2 separate regions of the Mus musculus genome follow, and region 2 is linked to region 1. The links are chromatin contacts, called in public Micro-C maps. All regions are on one chromosome and are shown on one strand. The core of a region is the stretch at or near the end of the contact, and the rest is flanking DNA. Distances in the headings are between cores, read along the strand shown. Region 1 overlaps Auts2 (autism susceptibility candidate 2). Region 2 overlaps Auts2 (autism susceptibility candidate 2).

Region 1 (5,330 bases), core at 1,758-4,257:
GCTAAGTGAGCCTCAGGCATCCACAGTGAACCTGCCTGCATTGGTCTTCCCAGAATTGGGGTTCCAAGTGCAGGCCACCATGCCTGGCTCTTTTATGTGGGTTCTGGGGATGGAATTCAGGTCCTTATGCCTCTGAGGCAAGGCCTCTGAAGTCAGCTGTAGAAGTGAAATATCCCATCGTTCTACTACAGACCATTTGTAAAGTGTGAATTATAGAAGCAACTACCTATACCATAGCATTGCCTTGATGCTTAAGAGAGCATCATGAAAGAGCAGAAACATAAGATAAAAGTGAACTGAAAGAGGAGGAGATATAGACAAATTGCATTTGGAAGCCACTTAAGAGGCATGTGGAAGCCAACTGGCTCTGGAGTGAGAATTTCATGCTGTGAGAGGTTCATTCCTGAATAATAATGACAGGCCATTGGGCTGCAGAAATGGCCCCAAACACACACACACACAGGCCATGGGGCTGCAGAAATAGCCCCAAACACACACACACACATGCCATGGGGCTGCAGAAATGGCCCCAAACACACACACACACACACACACACACACACACACACACACACAGGCCATGGGGCTGCAGAAATGGCCACACACACACACACACACACACACACACACACACAGGCCATGAGGCTGCAGAAATGGCCCCAAACACACAGACAGACAGACAGACAGACAGACAGACATTGCTTTAATTAAAGAGAGAGATTCCATGCAGATGCTCTGCTTCTGATCACACCTCTTCTCTAGTTTTGCTCTCAAATGCTTTTTGTTTGGAAGACCATAAATCAATTTTATATAATGACACATTTAATCAAGTACCTTGTCAATGCCAGGTACTTTGTGCTTTTCAATGATTCTCTAAAACTCACCCACTTAGGTGCAACTCAGGAAATAGAGATGTCAAGTCCCTTGCTCTGGTTGCTTTAAATTTGAACTCAGCTCCTTCAGTTTAAAGTGCCTTCTCTAAACAAACATGCTTGCTTTCTCCCTTGTTCATCATCTAGATGAATCCTTAAGACCCTGTGTTTGGATGTTAAGAGACTTAAAATTCCTGAGAATAAATGGGTATGGTGGGGTCACCTGTTATCCCACCACTTAGCAGGCAGAGGCAGGAGGATTTCAAGTTTTGACTAGCCTCTGTTGGATAGCCAGTTTAAATCAAACTTGTGTGTGTGTGTGTCTGTGTGTGTGTCTGTATGTGTGTCTGTATGTGTGCGTATGTGTGTGTATGTATATGTGTGTGTATGTGCGTGTGTGTGTATGTACATATATATCCTTTCTCAAAAAAGAAACACCGTCCATTTCATTGACTTTTTAAATTCATCAGAAAGCAAGAGATGATAGAGTCTACCCATTATTACCGTCTTTTGTAACATACTGATTTTTTACTTGTATTTGTATGTTTTGCTCATGCTCCTGTCAGAACTCACAATGTGGTCTATTCATGTGCTCTTCTCTTTGATTCATGGGTGGTGTCACTTCGGTTCTGAAAAAGGAAGTTGTTAATTTTCTCAGTTTCTGTTGGAGAGTAACTGACTGCCTGACTCAGCCATTATTTATTGAGCTACTACCGTGTGATAATCTTTGTGCCAGATTCGAGATGCATCAGAGATAATGTACTTCTTTGTTTTAGCTAGGGATTGTTTTTACCTTTAGTTAAGTCTTGGGTCTGTTTGTGGGTGGCCACTGAGTTTTCTTAGCTCATGAGTGGCAGTCTGATGCAAAACATAGTGCTGATGGTTTGGCTTAATTTTTAAGGAAATGATTGGTGATCTTTGAATTACTTATATATCACTGTCCTGTTTTTTTTTTCAATGCAAATAGAGATTTTATTGTCAAGTAATTTTTCTTCTCAAATTCTTTGTATTTGTGTGATAGAAAAAACATTTTATGAAAGCAAACACCAAACTAAATAACGAGAAAAGAAATGTTGTCATTTATCAATTTGCAACATTATCTGTTGGCCTCAGAGGCATGGTCTGTTGGAAATGAAGTTTCCATATATGGGAATAAAGGGCTCCCAGAGTAAGTCAAAAGTTAACATTTCCTGTTGAGCTGAGTCGTATATGGATCTTGTTACTGTGAAATTCATAATGGAGACCCTTTATAATTCTGTTTGCCCCATCGACTCAGTTTTTAGATTATAAACCTGATCCCCTAGAGGCCAAATTAGTATTTTTTTTAAGGTTCTTCCTTCCTTTCCACGGTTTTGATATTTTCAACTTACAAGAGTAGGTATGCGGCAGTTCATCCCTCTTCTAACTCTGTGAATGTTTGCAAATGTTTTTACTTTGTTTCTTAGCTTTCTAGACTTCAAATCTTGGTCATAATCCCCGTGATGGTAGATGAATACCACTTGCAGCTAGTTTGAAAGGAGACAGAAATTCAGATGTCTGAGGACCCTGGTTTTTCTACTCTTGGGAGAACTTACTAAGCCCCTGCTTCATCCACCAAGGGCAGTAAGTTTTAAGGATCTTGGATTGGCTAGATTCACTGTGGGAATAGTTTCATTCTTAGAAAAGTTAACAACTGTTGATCGAGTCATTGTCAACCTGCCTGTGGCTTTCCCATAAGGCTCTTCTGAGTGGGTGGAATGAATCAGACCTGCCTGTTTCCTAGATTGCTCTAGCTGTTCTTCCCTTTTGGATCTTAGTTGATTCGGTATTTCAAATGCTTCCTTTTCTTACTGCTTCTCCTGATGCGAGCCACAGTACCCAGCTGAGTCTTCAGGCTCAGGCTGTCTTCCACATAGCGTTTGGGATCACCTTGTGCACCAGCACCTGAGCTTCATCTGGGGGAGTCCACAGAAGTCCACCCTACCTCCTGGATTTTGATAGGGGAAGAAGCGGTAGGATGTCCTGTAGCCGATGATGGATTTGAACTTCAGATCTTCCTGCATCCCTTTCCTTCCTGCTGGGACTACAGATGTGCTCTCCAGCAAGCAGGTTTTGTGCAGTACTGAGGATGAAATCCTAGGCTTTGTTAACACTAAGGCCAGCACTTCCCTGACTAAGCTGCCTCTGTAGCTCCTGAAAGGGCATGTTCACAACATGCTTGGTGCTTTCAGTCTTCTGTTTTCATCTGATAGGTTGAATGCCTTCCTCCTTCTCCCTCTTCCCCTCTCCCCCTCCCTGTTCCCCCTCTCTGCTTTTCTTTCCCTCTTCTCCCACTCCCTCTCCTCTCCCCTTTTCCTCTTTCTCCTTCCCCTCCCCTCCCTTCCCCCTTCCCTTTTCTCTCCCTCTTCCACTCCCCTTTTAAAAAGACAGGGTCTTGGTATATAGTTCTCCCTAGCCTGAAGCCTAGAACATGCCCTTTGGACCACTCTAACCCTTGTACTCACAGAGCTCTGCCTACCCCTGCTTCCCAGACAATGAGATTAGAGGCATGCCTCACCAGAGTCCTTTTCTCTATTCTCTCTCTGATCAGACATTCCCTTTTGGCAATATGAAAAGGAGATTTTTCAAACCCTTAAGATTTCATCTTTAATTGGCCCTCACCCCCTGTCTTTCTCAGCTCATTACAGATCTTAGCCTGATGCATTAACTCCTTGCCTGGCTTTGGACAAAACACTTAAGTGCTCTTATTCTCAATTTTCTCAGTTGTATAACAGGTCATGTCAAAGCTACTTAAATAGAAAATCAATGAAATAATGTGCGTGAAAGTGCTTGGTGAACAATAAGATTATCTAAATATTATCCCTCATTGTTGGTGCAACCCTGTTTCCTTACTTAGGAAAGCCTATTGGCTGTGTGTCTCGAGACTATGTGGGGTACTTCTCCATTGGAGTTGGCACGGTAGGACATTTGTACACAGTGGGCATGGTCTCACAAGCATTTGAAGTACAGTGCAGACACACACATACACATGTAAGAGAAAACAAATTAAAACAACAGCAAAACAAACAAGTTAAGGAAGAAAGAAGTATTGTAAATGAGATAGCTATGTGAGTTTGCTGTTTTGATAACTGGTTTTTAGTTAATGTTTTGATAATGATGTATACCTTAAGGCTTCAGTGACTGGACAGATTTTTTGGGGTTTTGTCTTTATTATCTTGCATCATCCCCAGATGTTATGTTCAGTTTTGCTGCCCGACTTCATTTGAGACTGTGCAGAAATAGAGCGATTTTTCTTACTATAGGGCAGATTCTAATTGTTTTCACTTATTATTCTGAAGAAACCATCATGGTGATACGGGAAATGTTTATTTGCTACCCCACAGACACAGGTGATACTTTTATTATATAAAATGCATGTAGGAGCTGAAATTGATAATTGGAAGTTAGGTGTAGATATAATGTATCGTACACCGGTGATGTGAGGGTCTGTTGTTTCTCAATCAGAATTAAGTTTGGATCACATATGTGCTGTCAGTGTAATTCCTTGCCCCCGAGAGATATTAACAGTGTCTGTCCCTTGATCCCAAGTGCTTGAAACAAACCAACTTACTATTCCAGCAAAGTTCACCCTGGGAACCAATGAATTCTTCAGGCTTACTTACAAAGCATAGGTGGGGGCCACTAACAGGAGCATCAATGACCCTAAAGCAACCTCACAAGGACATCTTCTCCTACCATAGATAATGGCTTCGCCATAGCTGCATAGATGGGAGTCCCCACCCTTCAGTTTGCTTCAGCCTGTATACTCTAGCACCTTTGCTAGACCCCTTGACCACATGTGATTAGAGCAAAACCACATACAAATGGGTGGAAGGAGTGGCTGGAATATAAGGTGAATATCCATTGACATGCACCCCACCCACCCACTCCTATCTTCTATGAGAGAGCTCCTTTCGTCTATAGGACTGGTTTTAATGGACTCTTCTATGTAGTCATAATTAATATCATGAAGATCATGGCAGTTTTTCTCCGAGGGTGGTGCTGTACAGCAGTGTTAAGGGATCTTCCCTTTTGTAGGTCAGATTAAGGGAAATCGGGCCACTAACTCAGCAAGCCAGAACTTTTGGCTGTCTCTGTCGTCTGTACATTGCCTTGCAGATAGGCTGATGGTGGTTTACGCTCCATCATGCATCTGTGAGCACAGGTGTGGGTTCAGATAATCCAGGCTCCAAGTCATCCCTCATAGATAACGCTTTTTAGTCACTAGGGCATAATGTATGGTGACATCAGAGAATGCTTACAGTTTTGTCTAGGGCAATGAGTCATCGATGTATCTCTCGTATGTGAACCATAGCAGCAGAAGTCCTAATTATTTCTGTGCAGACAATATCTCAGATGGCAGAGGCTTGGAGTAAGCATTCATTGGGACATTGTTGATCGTAGTCTGCTCTTTAAGTTCTTGGTTAAGTGAGAGCTAAG
Region 2 (5,330 bases), core at 1,333-3,832, 170 kb before region 1:
AGGGACTTGAAGCAGAACAGAGGCAGAAACCATAAAAGAACACCGTTTACTGGTTTGTTTCCTCTGGCTTTCTCAGCTAGCTATGTTGCATGGCCCAGGCCCGGCTGATTATGGATGGGCACTGTCCACAGTGGGCTGCATCCTTCTTCATAAAATAGTAAATAAGATTATGCCTCACAGGCATGACCATAGCATTCTAATCTGAGCAGTTCTTTAGTTAAAAGTTCCCTCATAACAGGTGGTTTTAGGTTGGTGTCAAGTTGAGGCTAACTATGACAACAGATCTTCTGGGGGGGGAGGTCTAAGGGAGCCTGCTAGGTATAGTAGAGTGTACAGGGCTTTTCTGTATCATATATCCATTATAAATAAAGAGAAGGAGTTGTTAGAGGAAAGCTCCATTATATTACTGAAGTTTATGCTAAGTATCTTTCATTGTGTTTGGAAATGAGTCCTGTCCTGTTGTCAAAAACCAGAGTTCTCAGATGAAAAGTTAGCATTTCTTCAGAGTTGCCCACATTACTGTTCTGATTTCTCTTACTCTAAGAAGATACTCAGACTAAAAGGAAACTTAGTGAAGACAGGGGTTTATTCCAGCTCGTGGTCTGCCATGGTGAGGATGTTGGAGCAGGAACCTCAAACAGCCAGTCACATCATACCACAGTTAGCAGACAGATGAAGGCATACATGCTCACTGCCTTGCTTGTGCTCACATCAGTTTTCCCTTTCTGTATAGTCCAGAACCCCCTGCAAAGTGAGGGGCGCTGACCCCAGTGGGTGAGATCCTCCCACATCAATTAGCTTAAGCCACCTCTTCCCAATACACGCAGTCAGCCAACCCAATCCGTATAAATTCCTCTCTGAGACCCTCTTTGTTCCCATGTGATTCTAGGCTGTGTCAAGTTGACTATTAAAGCCAACCATCACTTTGTTCCTGTAAGCTCCAGAGAGAGAGTTGGTGATTTGAGGAGTGGTGGAAAGATTTGTATCCTTATCCTGGACAAGAAAAAGGAGAGGGATGAAAGGAGACACGGAGACCCACTGTGGCCAGAAAAGTGGTGATGGTTTAGTGCTGATCTAATCTGCTTTTAATTGTGTGTCAGCAGCCACTACTTCTGCTTTGGTGTGTTTCAGATATTCATATGTCCTTTCTGAGGAGATTTATTCTTCTGGAGACATTGCTCAGACTGTTTACTCCTCTAGGTTAACTGTATGAAACCATCTGTGGTTAATTTTCTCGTATTAAATTCTGTCCTTTGGCAGGGTGGTAAGTTCTAAAAGTAAACTTAGGCAGAAGCAGAGGGGGCTTGTAAGTCGTGGATGGTGTTTTTGTTTTTATTTTGTTTTATTTCATTTCATTTTATAAATGTTCTTTTCAGGTGAGCTTCTGTGCTGAGTTTAGCAATCAGCAGTTAGAACCTACCAATCACCCCCTGTTTTCCTGGAGTGCTTTCTCTGAGATCCTAGACTGTTGTTATCCCATAGCAAACTCTTGGGGTGAGGCGGGCAGTGATACTGACGAATTGCTTTCTCAAGGTGGTTACAATTCCACAATGCTGTCAGGTTCTCAAGCTAAAGGCCCTCCTGTGGAAATGTGAAGAACTTAGAGGCCTCTATTCTTCAGGCACAGGAAAAGCAGTTGCCTCTAAGAGGAAGCCAGGACTAAGGGTCTGGGGGCTGTGTTCTTATAACTTCAGCCTCTGGTGAGATTGTCCAGAACTTTTCTAAGGGAATCTAGTATGGTTCCTTGGCTATCTACAGCCTCTTGAATTGACTTCTGGGTGTTGTAGATGGGACCACAGAGGGCAAAATCATAACATCTGCTCTATTTGTGTCTCAACATAAAGTTGATGGTAACTGCGGTTCCTCTTATTGGGTTTTTGTTAGGAGTTGGACAGAGATGATGATGAAACCGGCTTCTTGCCTAACCAGATTGCCTCATGTGCGGACAAGCTTTGCTTGAAGTTGGCTTGGACTTTTCAGAGGCTCAATTGTGGCCTTCATAAGGCTGTGCCTGGGGTTGTATTTCCAATTCCTCTCAACTTTTGTCCCTGTGGAAGGGAGGAAGTGGAGTTGTGATAGATATATTGCCAGATAGCACACAATAGCACAAAGAACGAGACAGACGTGGCGCAAGCCATTCACAGAGACAGATTTATGCTCTGTGCTGCCCTAAACCGTAGATCCATCTATTTCAAAGAAACAACCTGCTCACTGTATTATATTTCAGACAGACACAGCTTTGAGATGTTGACTTCTCCTGTTTAGCTCTTGCCAGCAACGCTGCACATTTTGCTGCAGTCAATTACTTTTGTGGGGACAGGAAAGTTTATTTGGCAAAGCCAATCTTGTGTCTAGATTAGAAGTGGAAAGATGAAGATAGTATTTGGCTGAGCTGTCGCCTTGGTGACGTATATATGTGTGGAGTTTTGTCTTGCTGCTCCTTAGCCAACTGCATTATCAGCCATAGAAGTATTACACTTATTTCGCCATTAGAGAAAAAAAGCCAGAGAGATAGTGACTAATCCAAGGCCAGGGTGTTTGGCCTTTGTGGTTTCTGTTTGGTTTCTCCCCATAGGCTGTTTCCTGGAGATACAGTAGAATCGATTGTGTGTTAGTGCCTCTCACTGATACTACGAGGGAGTAAACGCTGATAGTGGGTAATAGCATGCGTTCTGGAGCTAGGATGCCACGGTTTATGTTCAGATGCCTGTTACATGATTTCTGTGCCTAAGTTACCTTTTCTATCAAACGGTTATTCCAGGTCTGACATCACAGGTAGCTTGAAGATTTTAAATTTAGTTAAGACGTACACTAGGTGTTTGTTGTCTTGCCTATTTTGTTACTGAAATGTGTTGATTTAATGGAGATGAGTTAGTGTATGTATCACACATGTGAGGAGGCATTCTGCATTAAGATCTCTGCAGTTGGTGTTAAGGAATGAAAAGGTCCTTTTGAGAGTGGTATCATTTGGAAGAAGATCAGGAAATAATTGTGTGTATAGTTTTGTGTTCTCTGGTAGGTAGGTTTATAAAGATTTTTGATTGCTATTTTTAAATGTCCATCATTATGCATTTGATGGAGAAGTAAATAGTGGTGATATATTTCATGTATGGGCTAGATGATCAACTTTTTCGTATTTGTTTGGTGTGTGCATGTTATGGCTGGTGTGTGGAGATCAGAGGACAACTTTTCATGAGTTGGTTGTCTCCTTTCATCCTGTGGTTTCCAGAGATTGAACTCAGGTCCTCAGGCTTAAGACAGGTGTCTTTATCTTAGAGTTATCTCTCCAGCTCTAAACTGCTAAATTTTAATTAACTTATTTTAACTGGATTAGTCAGTTAAGCTTTGCCTTTCTCTTGTGAACTTAGAGATGAGAAAATACTTTGAAATTAATCTCCCTTAAAAATAGTTCTATTTTTCTAGTGTGTGTCTATGTATGGGTATGGTAATTGAAGGGAGGTGATTGTGAGGCCTGAAGGAGTTGTTGGGCCTCAGGAGCTAGAATTATATACCATTGTGAACTGCTGGTCGGTGCTGGAAACTACTAGAGGAGCAGACATTCCTATCACCTGAGCCATCTTTCCAACCATATCAACCTTTCTGGATTTCATAGTTTTATTGTTTTCTTATAACATTGTGTATTTGTCTTTAGATAAATACCTGATTAGGTTAAATCTGTTTTGAAAGGACATTGATTTCTTTTCTTGTTATGTTGGAAAAATGTAATTGTGGTCTGTTACAATGAAGTGCCTTTTGCTAAGTAGAAGTTCTATAGTAGTTGTTCTTCAGAAGTAGTTCACTGAGTCAGAGCATTCATTGACTGACTCACCTGGGAATACCTAAGTGCCCTTGCACAAGTGGCCATTTTTAGACGAAGTTCTTGATATTTTTTTCTTCACAGTCACAAATCATCCAGATGGCCCATTCACTGCCTGATTCAGTTTGCGTTCATAAAAACATCTTATATGAGTTTTCCTTAGACAGAGAAATTGTTTAAGATGTGGATTCTCAGGCCTGTGGTTGTCATTGTCATCATTTGTATACATTATATGATGGTAGGTTTGTTAACTGACACAACCTGGGAAGAGAGTCTCAAAAAGGCGTAGTCTAGACCAGGATTACCTATAGGCATGTCTATGAGGATGGTCTTGATTGCTTTAATTTATACAGGAAGATTCATCCTGAAAGTTGGTGGCGTCTTTCTCCAGTTTTGGGCCCCGGACTGTAGAAGAGTAGAGGAAACTAGCCGAGTACTATAGCATGCATCTGTTTCTCTCTGCTCTTCACTGGGGATGTGCATAGTTGGTTCAGATTCCTGCCTTGACTTTCCTGCGGTGATGTACCTTGCATTACCTGGAATTGCAAGTTGAAGAAAGCCTTCCTCCCCTAAGTTGCCTTTTGTTCATCAAAACAAAACAAAACAAAACAAAAACAAAACAAAACAAAACAAGTGAAACCAGAGTACAATCTTATCAAAATTTTATTGTTGTAAAATTGCATAGTAAATATTACTATCTTAATCTTTACGTGTACAGTTCACCAGTGTTGACTACATCCACAGTGCTGTGGGCAAGAATCCTAGGAACCTCAACTACCTGTTGACAGTTCCCCAGCCCCTGGCCACAGCCATTATATTTTCTGTGGCTGCTGAGTCAGCTAAGGGGAGTCTCTTATTTATTTCACTGGGCATATTATCTATAAGCTTTGATACTTCCTTCTAAGACTGAATAAGGCTCCATTGTATGTATATATGTGGTGCCTTCAGTTTCTCGCTATCTGTGATGGATGTCTGGATTGCTTCTCTCTTGGCTGTTGTAAATCATTTTGGTGATTATACTGTTTACATCTCATTGAGACTCTCTTCTTAGGTCTTTTATATGTATTCCTAGAAAGAGAATTAACTTTCTGAAGATTCTCCATACTGGTTTCCATGTTGTCTGTAACATTTTACCGTCTCATCAACAGTGCAGAAAGGGTCCTATCTTTTAAATATCCCCTTTCACTTTGACTGTGAATCCATGGAAAAGAGCAGAAGCGATGGTTATGGTGAGCTGCTTAAACTTTAGGAAGTCCTTGGACTCAGGAATTGTTCTTGTTTGAGGTCACACTGCTGGAACAGGCCTATAGGTTGTCACTTTATGGGTGTCCTGGATGTTGGGAGACCTAGACTATAAGTGAGAGGATTAATCTTAGGCAGATTACCTTGGTATCCACCTTGTGTTTGGATGGCTTTAGACCTCCAAAGACACTGTCTGTTGAGTGCTTCTCAGTAAGTGGAAAGGGCACATCTGTCGTAACAGTTAGAGAAACTGAACAGCAGAGACCGTGCT

Evidence for each region. Hi-C and Micro-C count contacts between places; a contact is called where the count stands out from the background.
Region 2: a contact with region 1 is called in a Micro-C map of the G1E-ER4 cell line. The contact joins two enhancer-like sites. A contact is called at or near these places in 1 of 15 datasets of contacts at CTCF or cohesin (the G1E-ER4 cell line), 2 of 484 Hi-C or Micro-C datasets (both in the G1E-ER4 cell line) and 1 of 9 other capture datasets (embryonic tail).

What each region holds. Positions count from the first base shown.
Region 1 is chr5:132,297,193-132,302,522 of GRCm38.p6, reverse strand. All of the region lies in intron 1 of Auts2 (autism susceptibility candidate 2), which reads left to right. Among named protein-coding and RNA genes, the nearest start is that of Auts2, 240 kb to the left of the region's middle. Within about 2 kb of position 3,007, at least 6 of the 459 cell types and tissues checked have an H3K27ac peak or open chromatin away from gene starts, as enhancers often do. A contact at or near this core is called in the G1E-ER4 cell line, where this site is marked.
Region 2 is chr5:132,463,818-132,469,147 of GRCm38.p6, reverse strand. All of the region lies in intron 1 of Auts2 (autism susceptibility candidate 2), which reads left to right. Among named protein-coding and RNA genes, the nearest start is that of Auts2, 77 kb to the left of the region's middle. Within about 2 kb of position 2,582, at least 24 of the 459 cell types and tissues checked have an H3K27ac peak or open chromatin away from gene starts, as enhancers often do. A contact at or near this core is called in the G1E-ER4 cell line, where this site is marked.